Linked DNA regions of Sus scrofa: region 2 is linked to region 1. A link is a contact called in public Hi-C data. All regions are on one chromosome and are shown on one strand. The core of a region is the stretch at or near the end of the contact, and the rest is flanking DNA. Distances in the headings are between cores, read along the strand shown. Region 1 overlaps NAV1 (neuron navigator 1). Region 2 overlaps NAV1 (neuron navigator 1).

The links. Hi-C and Micro-C count contacts between places; a contact is called where the count stands out from the background.
Region 2: a Hi-C map of omental adipose tissue shows a contact between it and region 1, with 2.2 times the contacts expected there. The contact joins two enhancer-like sites. A contact is called at or near these places in 3 of 5 promoter capture datasets (fetal liver, fetal skeletal muscle and liver), 24 of 47 Hi-C or Micro-C datasets (adipose tissue, alveolar macrophages, brain and 13 more) and 2 of 2 datasets of contacts at active chromatin or transcription factors (alveolar macrophages and skeletal muscle).

Annotation. Positions count from the first base shown.
Region 1 is chr10:23,899,285-23,903,549 of Sscrofa11.1, forward strand. All of the region lies in intron 1 of NAV1 (neuron navigator 1), which reads left to right. Among named protein-coding and RNA genes, the nearest start is that of NAV1, 16 kb to the left of the region's middle. Within about 2 kb of position 1,752, at least 5 of the 83 cell types and tissues checked have an H3K27ac peak or open chromatin away from gene starts, as enhancers often do. A contact at or near this core is called in omental adipose tissue, where this site is marked.
Region 2 is chr10:24,013,923-24,018,187 of Sscrofa11.1, forward strand. NAV1 (neuron navigator 1) reads left to right here. Exons shown (of 31, transcript XM_021064517.1): 5 at 377-479. Among named protein-coding and RNA genes, the nearest start is that of IPO9, 94 kb to the right of the region's middle. Within about 2 kb of position 1,694, at least 32 of the 83 cell types and tissues checked have an H3K27ac peak or open chromatin away from gene starts, as enhancers often do. A contact at or near this core is called in omental adipose tissue, where this site is marked.

The sequences.
Region 1 (4,265 bases), core at 502-3,001:
GCTCTGCCTGAGCTCTCCTCCATCATTATCCACCTCATCTCCATCATGACCACCACCATCCTCACCACAACCATCACCACACAACCACCATCACTTCACCACCACAATCATCACCACCATCACCACCATCATCATCACCATCACCGCCATCATCATCACCATCACTGCCATCATCACCACCGCCATCACTGCCATCATCACCATCACCATCACCATCACCGCCATCATCACCATCACCACCATCATCATCACCATCACTGCCATCACCACCATCACCACCATCATCATCACCATCACCGCCATCATCACCACCGCCATCACTGCCATCATCACCATCACCATCACCATCACCGCCATCATCACCATCACCACCATCATCATCACCATCACCACCATCATCATCACCATCACCGCCATCATCACCACCGCCATCACTGCCATCATCACCATCACCATCACCATCACCGCCATCATCACCATCACCACCATCATCATCACCATCACCACCATCATCATCACCATCACCGCCATCATCACCACCGCCATCACTTCCATCATCACCATCACCGTTATCTTCACCACCTCCCTGCATCCTCATCATCTTCCCGTGTGTGTCTGCATCCAGATTTCGCTTTCTGCTGAGGACCCTCTGATTATGAGACCAGCTGTACTCTGGTGTGACCTCTGTTAACTAATTACATCCGAGGAGCCCTCTTTCCCAGCAAGGTCACCTCCTGAGATGCGAGGGTTAGTACCTCAACTCTTTTCCCGATGACACAGCTCAGCCGCGAACATACCACCTACCTTGTGAGATGGGACAGACCACACGCGCCAAGTCCTTGTAGCTGTGATTTGTCAGGCCGGCGTCTGGTGATTTTGCTCGGAGGACCTACTTTAGCGTCACATGGGCCCTTGTTCAATGTCCCTCCCCTCTCTGAGTCTCCATTTCCTGTCAAATTCGGTTCCTAGGTTCTTCTCCAGATCCTCTAAGTCTTGGAAGGGCTACACGTTTTGAAAGGGCTGTGGGGTCACTGACAGCTACAGGGAAGTGGGGGGGTGGCAACAGAGGATGCTCATGTGCCCGCCCCTTGTTTGGTATTCAGCCTTCTCCTCTGGTTCCCAGACTGTGGCCCCCCTGGGCCATCAGCCCTCATCCAGTGAGTCCTGGAAGGAGGGAGGCTGGCTTTAAATAACTCTTTCCAACCAAAGGCCCCCTTCCTGTGCAGGAAACACTGCGGCCTAGGGGCAGGAAAAAGATGTTTCCGAAAGAGGCCAGAAAAGGGGGGGCTAGTGGGGATTGGGGGCAGATGAGACCCCAGGTGCTGGAGGAGGGGCCCTGCAAAGGCAGCTGGGACAGGGTTCTGTGTGTCGCTTAGGGCCAGCTCAGAGGGCTGGCAAGTGGCTCTGCCTGGGGGCTGCATTTATGAGAATAGCCGGTGGAAAAGGCCCAGGAGGCGTTTGGGCCGGGAGATGCCATTCCAGGTTGAGTGAGGGATTGAAAGTGCCACGTTCACTGGCTCAGGATCACATATTCATTCAACAAACATCGGCCACAGCTGGGACGGTGCTGGGCCGGGGCAAGCACTCTAGGCTTAGTTCCAAAAGACAGTCCAGCAAGCAAGCCAGCGAGACAGCCCGGTTGTAATAAGAGGCGGCTCAGGGCAGTGGGGGGAGAGGAAAGAATCTCAACGCCAGGAAGCAAGTGCCGTTGGCTCCCAGGACCAGGACCGAGTCAGACAGCGCGGGTGTGAAGGGAGGAGGCAGCATTCCAGGCAGAGGCGAGAACCCCCCGCCTCTTCACCTCTGTTCTGCCCAGACTTTGTTGACTGAGGGGCGTCTCAGGGCAGCCCTTGTCTCTATTGGGCCCCTCCTGGGAACGCCCTCTGGAGAACGGACCCCTCCTTGCTGGCCGAGAGCCCTGTCCCCGTCTCCTGTGTTGAAGATGTGTTCGGGTCTAAGAGTCATCCCCTTAAAGAGCCCTAGAAAGTCATCACTGTCCCCAGAGAAGCAGGCTTGTCTGCCACGGTCCCTGGTGTGGCAGAAGACCAGGCAAAAGCTCGGATGCTGCAGTAGGGGACAATGGCGAGTCCACCTGGGACCTGGGAGCCGTGGGCAGTCCCTTCTGTTAGAAGCTGAGGGGAGGCCATCAGCGCACCAGGCAGAGCTGCCTCTGCACTCCCAGGCCACCAGCAGTGATGCTGAAATGCCCCCCATGCACCCCAGTCACTCAACGGGGTGGGTTGTGATCCTGGAGCCTGAGGAGTCTGGCAAAGCTCAGCTTCCGCGCTCCCCTTGCTGGTCTGGGAAGAGACCACGGCTGGGCTCCTTGCTTGTCCTATGTCCCTCAGCACAGGTGGTCAGACCCATCCTGATGCTTGGCTCCCGGACATGTGAGCTACAGCGTAGGGGCCCCATCAGGGATCGATGTCAGGACGGTCACCTGCAAGTGGCCCCCTGGGCCAGCCCAGGGAGAACCAGGTCAGAAATGGCCCAGGCTTCTCTGCTGGTGGCCAAATGCTGGGCACTTCTTCATTCTCCCGGTTTGCAGGTGGGTAAGGTAAGGACCACTGTGCCTGCGCCACTGGGCCTGGAAAGAGCGAGGGAGAGGGAGAAGCCCAGGAGTTGCTGGCCAGACCCAGTTACCTTCTGTAAGGTCGTAGACCGCCGTCCAGCACGTCTGGTCTCGCAGGAGGAATGAGGAGGAATAGGGCACTGAGTCTGTCTGGCTGCGTTCGGGGTCTGGGCTTTGCTGGAAGAGGGTGAAAGGCCTCCCTGGAGGCCGGGTGGGCATGGGGCCCTGGGGGAGGGCAGGAGGGAGGCCCCCATCCCCGAACAGGGGGAGAAGGAGATGGGACAGCTGGGTCTCTGCACTCCCACCACTTTCAGGTGACAGAGTTGGTGCAAACGTGTCCCCGTGGCACCTTCACCTGTAAAGTGGGGACCATTGTAACCCGCCCGTTGGATGGGATTGAGGATGGACCAGATCCCCGGCGACATGCCCTGGGCCCGACTTCCAGTCCTGGGAAGGGGCAGCTCTTGGTCAGGCCTGGCCTCTGGAGCACGATTCCATCCGTAGCTGGGCTCTTCCTGCGGCAGGCTTCTGCAAGCCGGGGGGAAACGAGTTCTCGGTCAATGTCGCCCTCTACCCACTGCCTCCGGCCTCAGGGAGCTCCCGGTCCAGCTGGAGAGGCTGGCCCTGGGCGCTGAGAGCCAGCCCCTGAGGGCTGCCTTGCCCCCCGGGAGGGCTGGGCGGTGAGATCCCTGGAGCAGAGAAGAGGGGCTGGGAGCAAGGCTTTGGGGCAGACAATGCACAGAGGCAGCAGGTTTGCTGGGCCTGTCACTTCCCTCCTGGTGGGTTCCGCATGGAAGCCCTCAGGAACACAGTGGCACCTGTCTCTCCGCTCCTACCCTGGGCAGGGCCAGTGCCGCCCCCCAGCGGGTGCCCAGTGAATGCGGGTGGCGGGTTCTGGGAGAAAGGATGGTGTTCGCCCATGTCTGCAGGGCCCGCACCTCCCATCACTGCCACCAGGGGGCGCAGTTGCCCAGCAGAAGCCAGGTCCCCACGCCCTTGGCTGTGCCGGCAGCCACAGCTCTGCACTGTCAGCTGGGGAGGCAACCCCCCGCCATCCCCTCCTCTCCAGGCTGGGGGAGGTTCTGGAGCTGGGGGCCCTGCGCCCCAGGGACAGCCAGGCAGGTGGTCAGCCTGAGAGGTCCAGTGGCTCAAGGGGAGCAGGGCTGGACCCCTGGTTAGCTGGGCGGCATCCACACACCTCTTCCTCCTGACTCTGTCCTGCCCACCACTCCTCACCCTCCCACCAGGCAGCTGTCTCCTGAGTAGGCTTTATTTTCAGGGTGTAAAGCCCTTCAGGAATCTTGGGGGACCGGGCGTGGAGTAGGCTGCCATGCTGTTGCTAGGACAAAGGCCAGAGGGCTCCTTCTTCTGAATCTCCTCCCCTTTCGCTTCTGAGGGCCTTTGCAGGACCAGCCCCAACCCCTGTCAGCACAGCCCCTGCCCGGCCAGGACCCTGGTCCAGTGCGGATGGGCGGGGGCTCCCCTACCCACTGTCCACTTAGCCTGGGCCATCCTGAGCCAGTGACCAGCAGGCATGAGCCAGCGACCCTGCCCGGGAAAGGACACACCCAGAATGGGGCACAGGGCGCTGAGCCCTGGGTTCTGGCCCCATGGCAGGCCCTGAGCGGGGCAGGGACTTTCTGTCCTTCAGGGGCCAAGTCACCATCCTGCAAATTCTCCACAATCTAGACCT
Region 2 (4,265 bases), core at 444-2,943, 110 kb after region 1:
CCATTCCGCGACCTGGGTCCCAAGGTCAAGGACAAGTCTTGGGGCAGGGCTGACTGAGGTTTCTGCCCAAAGCCTGTCCCATCCGTTTTCCGCCTGGACTGGTGGAGGGAGGAGAAAGTTCCTGAGCCCTTCCTTCTTGCTCGTGCCCTTGGTTTGGGGTGTTTTCAGCCTGGGAGGTGGTGGGTACATTTCTGCTCTAGTTGAGTCTTCTCCAAGCTAGCATGCGCCCCTCACCTCCTGGGGATGTGGTCGCCCTGCACCTCTTGGCCCCTCACCTCCTGGGGATGCGGTCGCCCTGCACCTCCCGGCCCCTCACCTCCTGGGGATGCGGTCGCCCTGCACCTACCTCATCCAGCTCCTCCTCTTCTCCCCCTAGACCCAGAGTCCCAGAGGAAGAGGACAGTGCAGAATGTTCTGGATCTCCGACAGAACTTGGAAGAGACCATGTCCAGCCTGCGAGGGTCCCAGGTGACTCACAGGTGAGAGCGAGCTGCCCCCTTTCCCTCCATTGTGGAGAGCAGGGCCCATGACCTTGGCCCAGGCATTCGAGGTTGGCAGCCATGCACAGACACTCACCGTGGAGGCAGAGCTCCGGGTGGGGGCTCCCGCCACATCCACACGTCGGCAGGGGCAGCATGGCCTTGCCTGGTGTCTGCTTCTGCTTGAGAATTAGATTCTGTGTAATTAGGTTGGAGCATCATTGGAAGTGGGATGGGCAGCAGAAGCCACCGCAGGGCTCAGGGTGTGCCCATCCACGCCCTCCCCGCTGCTTTGCCTCACCATCGCCAGGAGCTGTTCCCTCCCTTCCTCTTCCGCTTCTGAAGCCTCTACTGTGCCCTTCCCGACACCCAGGGTCGTTCTTGCCCCTTCAGCCGGTGGCCACACAGTGGCCTGCATTCCACGCCACGTGGACGCCCCTCCACCTGCTCCTCGAGGCACCTGGGCTCTGGCCGCCGGGCGGGGTGCTCAGCCCTCCCATGGCACCTCTCCTACACCGGCATCCTGGCCGCAGGCTCTGCGTGACTCAAAGTTTCCCCACTGGCTCCTCGGGCTGCCCGGATGAGCTCATGCTGTCAGCTCCAAGGGGGACGGAAGGCTGGGCTACACCCTGGGGGTGGAGGGGAGCAAACCGCCAGGATTGAGAAATCCTGGGGGGCGTAGAGCAGGAAGGCTGAGAGAGGGGGACAGGCAGCCTCTCCAGCTGGACTGGAAGTCGGTTCCTCCCCGCCTCCTGGGGTTGGAAAATGAGAACAAAGTTGGGATACAGGGGCAAGGGGAAAGGGCTTTTCATAGCCCAAGTGTGTGGCCAAGTGAAGTCCAGACTAAAGTTGCATACCTCCAGTGACAGAGAGCTCATCACCTCTCAGCCCTCCTCTCCTTGTGGAGGTGGCGGGGGGTGGGAGGGATGGTTATGAAGCAGAGCTGAAATCAGGCCTCAGGGGCTCCTCCACCCCCACGTCGCCTCGCCTTCATTTCTCCATCCTTCACAGCCCTGAGTGGGAATCCAAGTGGGACAGAGGTCTGGCTCGGCCTGGCTCACCATTTCAGGGTCACAGCAGATCAAATCTTGAACGTCCTCCTCCCCCAGCCAGGGAAGGCGTTGGAACAGGGCTCAGCACCAGCTCACCCACCAGCCCCGTGCCAAGAAGGTACCAAGTGCTTGGTTCCTGTGAGGGCCACGCCCAAAGTGACTCACCCACGGGCAAGAACAGAAGCAGCAGCCTGGCCTCCTGTTCCCCTGCCTCCCAGCCCCCAGCCTCCCACGTTAAGGCAGCCTGACCTCAGGCAGACTCTGCTTTCTGCTTGGCCGGGGCGGAGTGGGAAGACGGAGGCCAGAAGCCGTTTGCTTGAGGTTGACTGGCTTGCAGGGAGCGCCTCTGGCCTCTGGCTTCTCTCTCCCCTTATGGGAGGAACCCAGAGCCCTGAAGCTGGTTTTTCTGTTTACTCTGGACCCAGGGCCACTTCCTCTCTTGGCCTTTGGTTTAGATTACTCCTGGTCCACACTTTGGTAGCCAGAACAATGACTCCCTTAGTTTGTATGGCTCATTTATTGATGAAAGTGTGCTTTCTATCAGTCGGCCCTTCCTTCTGCCCTGGGAGGAGTGGACAGGATGTGTACACATCCCCTGAGTCGGAGAAAGAGCCGTGGGAGGCCGGGGGAAGGGGTCACATGCTGGAGTCACACAGACCAATCGGGGTGGCTTCTGCATCCAGCGAGCTTAGAGCCCAGCCGGCTGTGCACAGGCGCCGTGCTGGACAAACCCAGCCTCCATCCCGGAGGAGCCTGTGGTCCAGTAAGGCTACTGCCACGCTGGAGCTCACAGGCTGAGCCTAGATTCAGTTCCTTTTTGGAAACCTTACCTCCAGCCCTGCTTCCTCTGTTTCTCTGACTGGTTCCCCCAGCAAGGAGAGAGGCTGGGCTAGCGGGCTGGGGCGGGAGAGGAAACGGAATCCCCCTGCCACTGCATCATGCCCTCTACCCCAACAGTGTCCTCCCCAGAGAGTTGCAAGGTGGAAGGGCTGAATCCAGGACCCAAGTTTGGGCTAGAATGTCCTTTGCCTACTCAAAGGGGTCTAGAGGTGCAGCTGGGAATAAAGACAGGCAGCGAGCTGGAGTGGTACCTATAGGGCAGAACGCTGAACAGGCTGCCTGCCAGGACCAGTGGGCGAGGCAAGGGCCTGCCCCACCCCTGTGGCTTGAGCACCAGGTACCCACCTGGCACTGTGCAGACTTCGATACGGGGGAGGGGGGTGTGACACAGGCCACCACGCAGGACCAGGGGCTCGCCTTCAGGGAACCTCCATCCTCTCCCAGGGCTGCAGTAAGCAGAACAGGGTGTGACACAAGGGACAGACAGAATGGCCCAAGGGGAGAAGCTGGAGGAGAAAAACCATTTTCTCACCATTGGTAGAGACAGTTTTGGAGGATTTGGGGCCCTTTAAGGAACTTTACAAAAACAGGAATAGAAAAAGCAGTGTCCCAGACCCATCTGACCCCCTAGAGTGACTAAAAATGGATGTCTTCGCAGAGTTAAGGTTCCAGTGCTTTGCGTAACACATGTTGCCTCCCCCCCACACCCCCGTGCCCAGCTTTCTTGGCCCCCAGATCCCATGTCGAGAATCAGCTCCGTCTGGCTTTATTCAGGCCCAGCCACTGAGACCCTCCCTATGGTTGATTTGGGCTGGGTGGGATTGTGGGGTTCTGAGTGGCCTGTCCAAGTAGACCCCACTCTGCTTTCTCCTCTGCAGCCCCTGTGGCCCTGGGGAACAAAGGACACCTCGCTCTAGAGGCCCGGACCCCTGGACTCTGGCTGTCCAGCACTAAGCTGCCTCCCTGCCCTGGCCCAGTAGGGCCTGAGGCTTGGGGCTCCAATGGCCATTTCCCCATGACTTCTCCTCTGTCCACTCAAGGCTGCTCTGTCCTCTGCCGAGGTCCTGCTGCTTCTTCTGATGCCCCTGCCTTGGCTGGCACTAGGCTTAGGATACCTGCCGCACATCTCATCAAGTTCCCAAAGCTGGAGTTCCCCTTGTGGCTTAGGGGTTAGCGAACCCGACTAGTGTCCATGAGGATGCGGGTTTGATCCCTGGCCTTGCTCAGTGGGTAAAGGATCTCGCATTGCCGTGAGTTGGCATGTAGGTTGCAGACATGGCTTGGATCCCTTGTTGTAGCAGTGGCGTAGGCTGGCAGCTACAGTTACCACTGGACCCCTAGCCTGGGAACCTCCATATGCTGTGGGTGTGGCCCTAAAAGACAAAAAAAACAAAGTCAATTTCCCAAAGCTTAACCTTCGCGCTCTGTGCCCCTCTGCTGACTGCGATCCAGTTAGGGAAGCAACCAGCCCTGAACTGACAAACGAGATGGTAGACGGCCTGAACAAAACAGATGATCAAGGCCCTTCACACTCCCGCGGCTCCCCCAGCTCTCACTGGCCCCTTCCCATTTATTGAGCACCTTCTGTATACCAGGCACTGTGTTAGGTCTTGCACATGTGGTGCTTACAACTCTATGTATGATCAAGTAGCTGTTAATGCTTTTGCCCCCATTTTACAGATGAGGAGATGGAGGCTTAGTGAGGTTTCTGATTTTCTTCTGGCTTGCTGACCAGTAAAGGTAGAAAAAGATTTAAACCTGGGTCACAGTACAGAATCTGTGCCCCTGCAGTGTACCAGTTTCCTTCCCTAGTGCTAACCATCATCTTCCTTTGACAGCCTGAGCGGACGTATCCCGGGTGACCTACACGGAAAGGGAACTCAGGCTCGTGGAC